2 separate regions of the Sus scrofa genome follow, and region 2 is linked to region 1. A link is a contact called in public Hi-C data. All regions are on one chromosome and are shown on one strand. Each heading gives the region's core, a stretch centred on a gene start, on an enhancer-like site or on the middle of the called end of the contact. The rest is flanking DNA. Distances are from core to core; before and after follow the strand shown. Region 1 holds the start of SNF8 (vacuolar-sorting protein SNF8). Region 2 holds the start of PHB (prohibitin).

Region 1 (5,610 bases), core at 1,105-3,604:
CAAGTGAGATGACCTGTGATGGTCAGAGCAGCATGCTTCTGAGAGCGGTGAAATTTGCAGGAATTTTGTGAGCAGGTTGTAAATCCACTGATAGTTTGAAATGATAGCTTGGAAGCCCATAGTCAGAGTATTTACACCATGGAAATTGGCAAATGCTATAAATCAGAGCACCTTCCTCCCAACTGACCTGGAGAGGTGATTGTTAAATATTTACTGGTCAGCAGACTTTCTCTTAAATAACAGAGGAGAGCAAAAGTGTCTGAAGAAGGGAATGAACATGTCTGCCTGAGGGTGGCAACAAGGTTGACCGAGGGCCAATGTGTACACCTCAGGGAGTGAGTATGTTTGCTTGCATTTGAAGGTAGGAACAGTTAAATCTGAGGTCATGATTGTGAGTGAGCGATCAGTGTATTTTCAGTAGTCATACAGTGTGAGTCAGAGGGAGAAATGAAGCAGGTACATCTAGATCATGTCACTGAGTACCTAATGGATCAAGTTTTGTGTTAGTGGTGTGGTAAGAATATGAAGATATGAGGTCACTGTGTGTATACAGGAGGCTAGTGTGTTTTTCATGGTAGGTATCACGGAGAAGGTCAGTGTATACGAGAGGGTGTCAAATGTACATTTTGGAGGGGACAAATCTGTGTCTGAGAAAGTAGGTTTGTATCTAATGGGAATTTGAAGATATGGCTATGAAAGCCTGAGTAATTGTTTTGTTCCTTGATCCTTGCATCTATCAACATTAGATTCTGTTTCAAAAAAACAGAAAAAAGGAGTTATTGCTGTGGTGCAGTGGGTTAATAATCCAACTGCAGTAGCTGGGATAGCTGTGGAGGCATGAGTTCGATCCCTGGCTCAGTGCAGTGGGTTGGTTAAAGGATCTGATGTTGCCCCAGCTGTGGCATAGGTCCCAGCTGTGGCTGAGATTTGATCCCTGGGCCAGGAATTTCCATGTGCCTTGGAAGCAGCCATAAATAAAACAAAACAAAAACCACCCTGCCACAAGATAACAATGCTAAATATCTTTAGAAAGATAAACAATTATTTCTCTTTCTCATAAACATCCAGATGCAGGCAGCCCAGGGCTGGTGTGACAGCTTGCTCCATGAAATCCTCAGGGACCCATATTCATTGGGCTCATTGCTCCAACATCCGTCAAGGGCCCAAGTGACAATTAAGTATCCTGCCACCAATCTCTGCTTCCAGCCTTTTTTTTGTCCTTTTTCTTGAAACTTCTCTGGTAACTTTATTCACATTCATGATTTCACCTTGATCTGTAGCCCAGCCCAGTTCTCTGTGAATGTCATACCAGTACATTGAATGACAATTCTTTCCTGTGATGTCCCACAAACCTCAATTTCAACATTTTTGAAACCACTCTTAATTATTTCCCTGACTTCATCCTGTGGTCTCTTCCCACCCTCTTTCTGAACCGCACCACTGTGTTGCCCAAGCCAGGAAATTGATCATCCTGCTAACTTTTCCCATCAGCTCTGCTCTTGTTTTACCAATTTCACCATTCTACCTTCTTAACACGTCTTGAATTTGTCCCATTCTCTCTAGCCTTACACTATCTTAGTTCTGGTCCTCATCATTTCTACATTGGATTGCTACAACTGACTTAAAATGAAGCCTAGATTGCCATTAATTCTTCTATAACGAAAACTTGGTATTATTACCCCCTGGTTTAAGAAACCTCCATTAGATCCTTTTTTGTTGTTGTTGGACTCAACAATGCTATGGAAGTCACTTATGGAGCTTCCTAAACACACAGATGACTGATTCATCTCTAGATCTGATGAAACAAACATAGCTGAAATTCATTTATGTACCAGGCATTGCACTAAATGCTTTGTTTTATATTTTTTGGCTTAATTCTCACAATTTTGAATAGGTATGACTCTTTCGCAATCTGGAAAATGGAATACAAGAGATCAAAGAATATGCCTGAAATGACTGCACTGTATGTAGGGAAAGAGACCTACGGAACGAGGTAATCTAACTCAATATAGAGTTTTTAACTGTAACGCCTTCCCCAGTCACAAGCTCTAAGTGTGATTCAGGGTGGGCTCCAATGGCATAGAACAGATTGTTTTATGCTCATTTTGGAACCCTCGGTGCCCAACTCAGGGCGTGGCACACAGCAGACTGCCAGCAGACGGAGGGTGGCAGTAGAGGACAGTCGCAGGAAGTCGAGAGGGTCCGAAAAGTGCACGTAGGTGGGGAGCACCCGGCCACAAGGAGTTTTCCGTATCCCTGCGGGAGCGAGGGGCGGGGCTGTTGGGCCCCTGACTGTGAGACAGGTCGACCCCCGCGACCGGAAGTTCGGGCGTAGCTTCCGGCGCGCGGAGATGACGCACGACCCGCGCTTCCGCGTCGGGGGAGCCGGCGGCGGATCCCGGGACGCGGAGACCCGGGGTCCCGGCAGCTGGGTGGCCTGCGGGCCACGGCGGGGATGCACCGCCGCGGGGTGGGCGCTGGCGCCATCGCCAAGAAGAAGCTTGCCGAGGTGAGTGGAAGGAGGCGGGCCCGCAGCCACACCTGACCCGCGGGAGACAGAAGTCTCTCCAAGCAGAGCTCTATACCCTCAAATCGCCTCCCAGTAGCATCTGACGTGGGCTTCTCTGGTCCTGGAGAACTGAGTTTCTCTAGCTTCCGGTGGCTTGGAACGTCAGCATCCCCAGATCCATCAGCCCTTTCCCTCACTTCGCGCAATTTGGCTCCAGACGTGTCTGTTCTACTTCCTGACTCCCTCTCCCTAGGAAAACCCATTTGCGAGACGCTCCTCTTTTCATACCTTTGCGGAGACAGTACAAGTGGGAGCCTTCAGCACCCACTTTCTGAACTCATGCTTGTTTCTTTGTCTGACAGGCCAAGTATAAGGAGCGAGGGACTGTCTTGGCTGAGGACCAACTGGCCCAGGTGAGTGGGTTGGAGGGTCCAGACAGCGAGGGAGACCCCACAGGCTGGGCAAAACACTTTAAAATTTTTAAAAAAATTTTTTAACTCAATGAATTTTATTACATTTATAGTTATACGATGATCATCACAACCCAGTTTTATAGCATTTCCATCCCTTTTTGATATAAACCGGATTGTTTGGATCTAACTAAAAATAGGGTATTTGGAGTTCCCTGGTGGTTTAGCGGTTAAGCGGTTATTACTGCTGTGGCTTGGGTGGTTCAGGTTTGATCCCTGGCCTGGGAACTTCCAAATACCACTGGGTTCGGCCAAAAAATAAATGATGGTAATAATAAAAAAATAAAAATAGGGTATTAGGTAAATCCCAGTCTCTAGGCTGCTCAGATCTTGCTAATAACAGTGAGAGCCAACATCTTTGAGTGATTACCTGCTCGTAGCATCCCAGGCACTTGTCCGTTTTCTTTAAATGTCCTATCTTTCTCCTGACAATTCTGTCAGGAAGGAATTCTCTTTTTCAGTTTAGAATTGAGGGCACCGAAGTGTTAGGTGCTATATCCAAGGTTACATGAGTAGTAAGTTGGGGAGTGGGGAGTCGAGTTAGGTCTTTTGAGTTTTTCCCTCCCCTGCCTCCTTTTTGGCCACCCTTTGTCATGTGGAAGTTCCTGGGCCAGGGATCAAATCTGAGACTCACCTGGGACCCACGCTGCAGCTGTGGCCATAGCTTAAACCACTGTGCCAGGCATGGCACGGTGTGGTGATCCTTAACCCACTGTGCCAGGCAGGGGATCAAACCTGTGCCCTTGCAGAGGCCCAGGCCACTATAGAGACAACAGCAGTTCCACTGTGCCACAGAAGGAACTCCTGAATTTTTACTTTAAATGCCTAAGGATAACAGGAAAATATTGCCTAACCAATGGTACCCACCACCACCAACACATCTAGGTGCATAGCAGAAGCATGTGTCAGTGTTGAGAGTGTGGCTCCTGCACACTTCTATAACACTACCCTTTTCTGTATATGCTCTGTGTTTACTCAGTTATTTTGACTGGTGAAGAGTGGAAGGAGGAACTGAGGCCAGGAAATGGCCCATGAACTGAGGAGATATGGTAGACACAGGCTGTGCTCTTCAAAAGCACCCACATGGGGAGATAACATGCAGCAATCAATTGGAAATGGTGATTAGAATAATGTGTAAATTTCTAATATGTGGTGAATGAGGAGATGTTGGGCCAGGAGAGGTTATTCTGGGTGGGTTGAAGATAGGCTTTATTAATTAGGGAAAGAAAAGGAGTAATACAAATAGGAAGTCACAGTATCCCCAAACCAAAAGTATTTAGCTTTAGAATCTAATCTGGGGAGGTCCCCCCATCGTAGCTCAGCAGAAGCAAGGCTGACTAGCATCCATGAGGATGCAGGTTCAATCCAATCCCTGGCCTTGCAGTGGTTAAGGATCCGGCATTGCTGTGAGCTGTGGTGTAGGTCGCAGACATGGCTCAGATCCAGCATTGCTGTGGCTGTGGCATAGGCCAGCGGCTATAGCTCTGATTTTACCCTAGCCTGGGAACCTCCATATCCTGTGGGTGTGGCTCTAAAAAGACCAGGGGGGAAAAAAAAAAAAAGAATGTAATCTGGTAGACCCATATCTCTCCCTCAGAGATTCTTTTTGTGTGTGTCTTTTTAGGGCTACCCATGTGGCATATGGAGGTTCCCAGGCTAGGGGTCAAATTGGAGCTATAGCCGCCAGCCTACATCACAGCCACAGCAATGCCAGATCCAAGCTGCATCTTCGACTTGTGCTGAATCTTGAGGCAATGCCAGATCCTTAACCCACTGAGTGAGGCCAGGGATCGAACCCACAACCTCATGGTTGCTAGTCGGATTCATTAACCACTAAGCCACGATGGGAACTCTGATCCCCTCATTTTTAAGGCAAAATTGATTACTAGGTGCACCTTCAATTTAATACCATTTTTTCTGGGAATAAGAAAAGAAACATAGCAAGATAAATATAATTAAGGCTGCTGTATGTTCTATGTGGGAGGTGTTAAGAGAGTAGATACTGAGCTCTCATCATAAGGAAAAATTTTTTTTCTATTTCTTTAATTTTGTATCCATATGAGACGATGGATGTTTGCCAAACTTACTACGATAATCACTTTATGATCTTTGTAAATCAAATAGTCATGCTGTACACCTTAAACTCACACAGTGCTCTGTGTCTCTTATATCTGAAGGAAACTGGAGGAACATGAACAAATAAAAGAAGAAAATTTGTTTAAAAAAAGAAAGTGCCATATTAGATATGCATATTAGTTGTAAATGCATCCTGACTTTAGAACAGGAACATATGAAAAAAAAATGTGTGTTTTAGAGTTGAGGAAACATACAGCATCTCAACTGCTACTGATAGCTGAACTGTGAAGGAGAGGCAGGGATAAAAAGAAAGAACAGGAGGAACAGGAGTTCCCGTTGTGGCTCAGCGGAAACAAATCTGACTAGTGTCTATGAGGACTTGGGTTCAATCCCCGGCCTTGCTCAGTGGGTTAAGGAAATGGCATTGCCTACATTTCTTGAGGGTATGGATTAAATTACCTCTGAATCCTGTAAAACACATACCACAAAACTGACTCATTCAATATCATCTACAAATATTTGTTACCAGAATAAATAATTTCAAAACCAGGACTC
Region 2 (5,520 bases), core at 676-3,175, 460 kb before region 1:
GGCTATTTTTGCAGGATTCTAGAGCATCCTGCCTTGTGTTTCTTGGCCACAGCCCGCCTACCCAGCCACTTCAACATCCTTCATTATTCATTCATTCAGCAAATACTTATTGAGTGTCCACTGTGTGCCAAGCACTGTTGTATGTTCTGGGAATAGAACAATGGAGAGAGCAGACTAAACATTCAGCTCTCATAGAGCTTGCATTCTGGTAGGCAGTGGAAAAGACTGTGGGCGGGTAAGGCAAACTCATACCACCTGAAGAGTTCTGCCATCCATAGCTCTGATCATTCATGCCAAGCGGGGGCAAAGAAGGGGGACAGAGAGGGTAGGAATGCAAGGAAAAGACGTTGAAAGAATTCAGTCCTACTAGAATCCAGAAATGGGCCTGGTTTCATTACAATTATGTGTCCATATACCAGTTGGGTAGTAGCCCAGCTAAGAAGGCAAAACCTGAATCTAATGATGAGGAAACATCAGACAAATGCAAAATGAGAAACATTCTTTTTTTTCCCCTCCCTGTTTTAATGTAATAAAAAGCAAGGAAAGTTGAAGACAAATTAAAGATGACTAAAGAGACATGAAAAATAAACACAAGACCTAATCTTGGACTGCATCCTGTACGGAGCAGGGGCGTGTGTGTGTGTGTGTGTAGACTGCTACGAAGTTCACTATTGGATCACTGGGGGGAAAGTGGAATGCAGAGAGTAGATGGAACTTATTAAAGATATATAAGAGGATATCCTTACTCTTAGAAAATACAAAGAGAGAGAAGCGAGGGAGGGAGAGGAGGCAACAACTTATAAGATGTGAAAATTAATAAAGAGAAAGCTCATTTTACATTGAGCCAGGAAGGCCAGAATAGGGAACTCTCACACCCTACCAACAGCTAGAGACCCAAGAGGAAGAGCTACCATTGCATCCCCAACAGGAAGAAGGGTACCACTTTTCTATCCAGGAGGAGGAAGGAAATTTTTCTCCTCGTCCAGCAACAGCCCAGCCAATAAGAGACCGTCACAATTCAGCCAATAAAAAGCCACTACACTTCAAATTGTTTCCTCTAACTCTTTGTTTATAACAGCCCCTCCCAGCTCCCCCTTCTCCAACATAAAAAAAGGTCTTTTTTGCTCTGCACACTTGCCTGCAGGGTGCCAAAGTTTGCATGTCCAGAATTGCAATTCAGTGATGTTCCCAAATAAACCCAATTTACTGGTAAAATAACTGGCTGTTTTGTTGTTTTAGAGCGACAAAGCAAATGGAGCAAATTGTCAGCAAAAGATGAACCTTCAGTAAGGTTTTCACGTGTTCTTTGTACGATGCATGCAACCACTCCAAAGAGACTTTAAAAAAAAAAAAAAAAGTACCCATGGGACCCTAACTTTAAGCCCAACCCCTTTGCTAAATTGGTGCAAGACCCTGAATGAATCCCTTTCTATCTGGGCCTCATTTTCTAGTCCAGATGGTTTCTAACGTTCCCTGGCTATCCATGTCCCACAACTCAAAACACTTCTTTCTTTGGAAAGAAAAGAAGACAGCCCCTTCACCTCTCAGCCTACCGGTTACTTCACAACTTTCTCCAAAGTGATCAACCTTTCCTCTGCCCATCCTCGCCACCTACCAGCAGTCTCAGCCACTCTTTCCTAGAGCCTTAGGGCCCATCTTCGGGGGCTCTAGGATCGCTTCAGAACAGGCACGTGCATTTCTCTCCCAAGAAACTACAGCCCCCAAAAGGCTTTGCGGCAACCCTGGGCATTTAGTACCACCAAAGAGAAAAAGCTTTCAGCTCGGGCCGGCCGCTGCATGGCTTTTTGGGAATTGTAGTTCCCGTGCGAAGAGCCCGGGAACCAGGGTACCGCCGCAAGCCACGCTTCCCAGAACGCACAGCGCCAGTCCCTGCCAATCAAAGACGCGGATCTTGGAAGGAGAGCTGGGGGGAAGAGGAGGAGCTGCGCGGCGCATGCGCGGTATGTGTGGCTGGGGAATTCATGTGGAGGTCAGAGTGGAAGCAGGTGAGAATGGAGCAGGGTGGTTGCGGCCCCCGACGGGTTGTCTCCGTGGTCCCTCTGAGCTCCCATGCCTTGAAGTTTGGGCCGGTGGGACGAGTGCGTGGGTCCACCTGGTGTCGGAAGGGAACGGGGGTGAGCCTGGGAGGAGGTTGCGTTAGAGTAAGGAGGTGTGTATGGGGGCAGGGTGAGGAATAATCCAGAAGCTGTTAGAAATGGAAAGGCTGAGGGGTCAGGACCGGGAATTCAGGTCTGGTAGAGAAATATTTAAATGCACGGGGAGAGGTCAGGGTAGTCTCAGAAGTTGTGATCTGGGGAGGAGGGAGGGGAGGCCGAAGTGGATGACCACTATGGGGCGGAGCAAGACAAAGTTAAGTGCTTGAGTGGATTCGAGTGAGATCGGCGTTGCTCCCGCCCACCCCGCCCCTCTCCCTCTCGCTTTGCAGCCGTTTAGGGCCTTTCTGGCCCAGTTGGTTCTTGTGGTGTGTTGGCCCCAGAATGTCATCCAGCCTGTGCTTCCGTAACAACAGGTCGTTCTCAATCCCGGATGATAAGCAGCAGCAGGGTCAGGAGTTTAGCTCTGCCTTCTAGAACGAGACCTCCAGGTTCTAATCCTGGTTGCATCACTGCTAGCTGTGTGATCTTAGGCTCCTCCTGTGACCTCTGTGTGCCTCAGTTTCCTCCTTTGTAGTAATCCTCATAGAGGTTGATGTGAGGAAGACTGCCTAGTGTCATTCTTTTGCTGTTGTAATCACATTCTTTTCTGAGCCCAAATTCCAAGGAATTAACCACACAGACTCTCCTGGGGCCTGCCTCTCCAGGAAAGGGGAGGGTGGTCTGGTGTGGTGCTAAGTATCAAGTATCAATCCCATAATCCCATGCCCTCTTCCTTTTTTTTTTTTCCTTTAGGGCACTGCACCCAAGGCCTGTGGAGGTTCCCAGGCTAGGGGTCGAATTGGAGCTGCAGCTGCCGGCCTATAGCACAGCCACAGCAACGAGGGATCGGAGCCACATCTGCAACCTGCACCACAGCTTGTGGCAACACCAGGTCCTTAATGCACTGAGCGAGGCCAGGGATCGAACCCACATCTTCATGTATACTAGTCAGGTTCATTAACCACTGAGCCACGACAGGAACTCCTGCATTTTGAACCACCTGCCCCAGGCCCCCTTTTTTCCTTTTGTTTCTTTTTGTTTCCTGTTTGGCTGCCCCACAACATATAGAGTTCCCAGGCCAAGGATCATACCCAAATCGCAGTTGCAGCAACACCAGATCCTTTAGCCCACTGTGCTGGGCCAGGGATTGAACCTTGGTCCTGGCACCGCAGGGATGCCACTGACCCGTTGTGCTGGAACATCCCCAGGCCCCTTTTCTTAAGTGGTAGAAAAAAAGCAGCAGAAAAAAGAAAAGCAAAGGGATTGATAATACCCTTTGAAAGCTGCAGAGTGTTATTTATGAAATGTCCTTCAGTGGATGATTCAAAGCTCTCAAGAATGGGGAAATAATGGAGTTCCCGTTGTGGCTCAGTGGTAACAAACCCGCCTACTAACCATAAGGACAAGGGTTCGATCCCTGGCCTCGATCAGTGGTTAAGGATCTGGTGTTGCGGAAAGCTGCCTTGTAGGTCAAAGATGAGGCTCAGATCTGGTATGCCTGTGACACAGGCTGGCTACTACAGCTCCAATTTGACTCCTAGCCTGGGAGCTTACATGCGCCACACGTGTGGCCCTAAAATGACCAAAAACAAAAAAACAAAAAAAGAATGGAGAAATAAACAGCCAGCTTCAGAAGTACCCGTGATGTCTCAGAGAGGGCTTTCTCTCGGGATTTTGGGATCTAGTCTTTTGTTTATTTTATTTTCACCCCTAGGTGTGAGTGGGTCCAGCAGAAGGAGACATGGCTGCCAAGGTGTTTGAGTCCATCGGCAAGTTTGGCCTGGCCTTAGCCGTTGCAGGAGGCGTGGTGAACTCTGCCTTGTATAATGGTGAGACACTGAAGGGTGGTGGGCCACTGCCCTTTGCCAGAAGATGTCTGTTGGTCTGCCTGGCCCATGTGACACTCCTGTGGGCAGCCGCTGTCCGTGAATGTGTTTGTGACCAAAGACTGACCTGCCACCATCCTAACACCGTATAGTTGCATTGTCATCAGAGCCTCTGTCCCTGTAGCTGTAAGGTTCTCTCGGAGCCTAGATTCACAGAGAGCCTCCCAGCCCAGTTTGGTGTTTCCGGTTGCTCTTGTTCTTTACAGTGATGCTGCAGCAGAGTGTCAGGGTTTCTCTGGCCAGCTGAAATGGAGATCTCGTTTGTTCCCTTCTGCCTGTGTGGGGGATAACTCAAGGGCTTTAGACCTTTGGTGACCTTGTCCTTGTCCTGAACAGGAGCTTTTGCTCTGCTGTGGTTGGGTCATTCCAGAGAAAATAGCGTTGAGATGCATTGCCCAGCTTTCAGCAGTGTGGCAGGGCTTTAAGCTGGTTTTTCATCCACTTTCTTGTGTGACCCTAGGCAAGTCACTTTTCCCTCCCCAGGCCTCAGCTTTCTCATGGTCGGGCAACAGTGTTGAACTAGTGTATGTGTAAGACCGCGTCCAGCTCTGATGTTCTTGAACTTTCACTGTTGGAAAGCAGCAGTGGACTGACCCAACTCACGGAGGATTACTTTCAGGGTAAAGACAATCGAACCAGGGAGTCCCCTTTGTGGCCCAGTGGTTAACGAACCCAACTAGAATCCATGAGGATGTGGGTTCAATCCCTGGCCTCACTCAGTGGGTTAAGGATCCGTCATTGCCATGAGCTGTGGTATAGGTGGCAGATGCGGCTCAGATCCTCCATTGCTGTGGCCGTAGTGTAGGCTGGCAGCTACAGCTCCAATTAGGCCCCTAGCCTGGGAACCTCCATATGCCACGGGTATGGCCCTAAAAAGCAAAAAAAAAAAAAAAAAAGATAATTGAACTGACCACAAAGTGCAAAAAGGCAGATATACTCTGATCTTTTTGGCCAGCCCTGCATGGCTAGACATCATCACCATCACTCATTTCTCTCTCAGTCAGCAAGACAGCTCTGTAGCCCCTTAAAACCGTAGAGAAACCAAGCTATTGGAAGTAAAGAGTGGGGCCTTCTGAGTTGTAGGGTTGCCGGAGTGAGGGTGCTGTTTCTGCGCACACTGGGTGAGGCTGGAACCGGAGGGAATGTGGTAACAGTGAAGACCTTGGTGAGTTTTAGAAAGTTTTGAGAAGTGATTTCTGGAAATGCTTTGCGAGTTTGGGAGTGAGGTGGTTAATCAGAAAATCAGCAGCCAGTTGTTTCAGAGAGAAAGGGTGCTGAGGAAAGCTCCTGTAACCAAAGTCCTTGGGAAGACACATGGGAGTGATTGCTTTGTTTTGTAGCCATTTAGAAGCCTCTAGAGGTCAGAAGTCTGGGAATGTAGAGCAGGAGAGGGGAGACTTAATACATGAATAGAAAGCACTGGGAGGAGTTCCCGTTGTGGCTCAGCAGTAACCTGATTAGTATCCATGAGGACACAG

Evidence for each region. Hi-C and Micro-C count contacts between places; a contact is called where the count stands out from the background.
Region 2: a Hi-C map of liver shows a contact between it and region 1, with 9 times the contacts expected there. The contact joins the promoter of PHB here to the promoter of SNF8 in region 1. A contact is called at or near these places in 2 of 47 Hi-C or Micro-C datasets (heart right ventricle and liver).

What each region holds. Positions count from the first base shown.
Region 1 is chr12:25,149,591-25,155,200 of Sscrofa11.1, reverse strand. SNF8 (vacuolar-sorting protein SNF8) reads left to right here and starts at 2,354. Exons shown (of 8, transcript XM_003358083.4): 1 at 2,354-2,509; 2 at 2,872-2,922. The coding sequence starts at 2,456.
Region 2 is chr12:25,606,098-25,611,617 of Sscrofa11.1, reverse strand. PHB (prohibitin) reads left to right here and starts at 1,925. Exons shown (of 7, transcript XM_003131560.6): 1 at 1,925-2,006; 2 at 3,871-3,985. The coding sequence starts at 3,898. It overlaps LOC106505435 (a long non-coding RNA gene), which reads right to left and starts at 1,694. Exons shown (of 3, transcript XR_002337165.1): 1 at 1,616-1,694.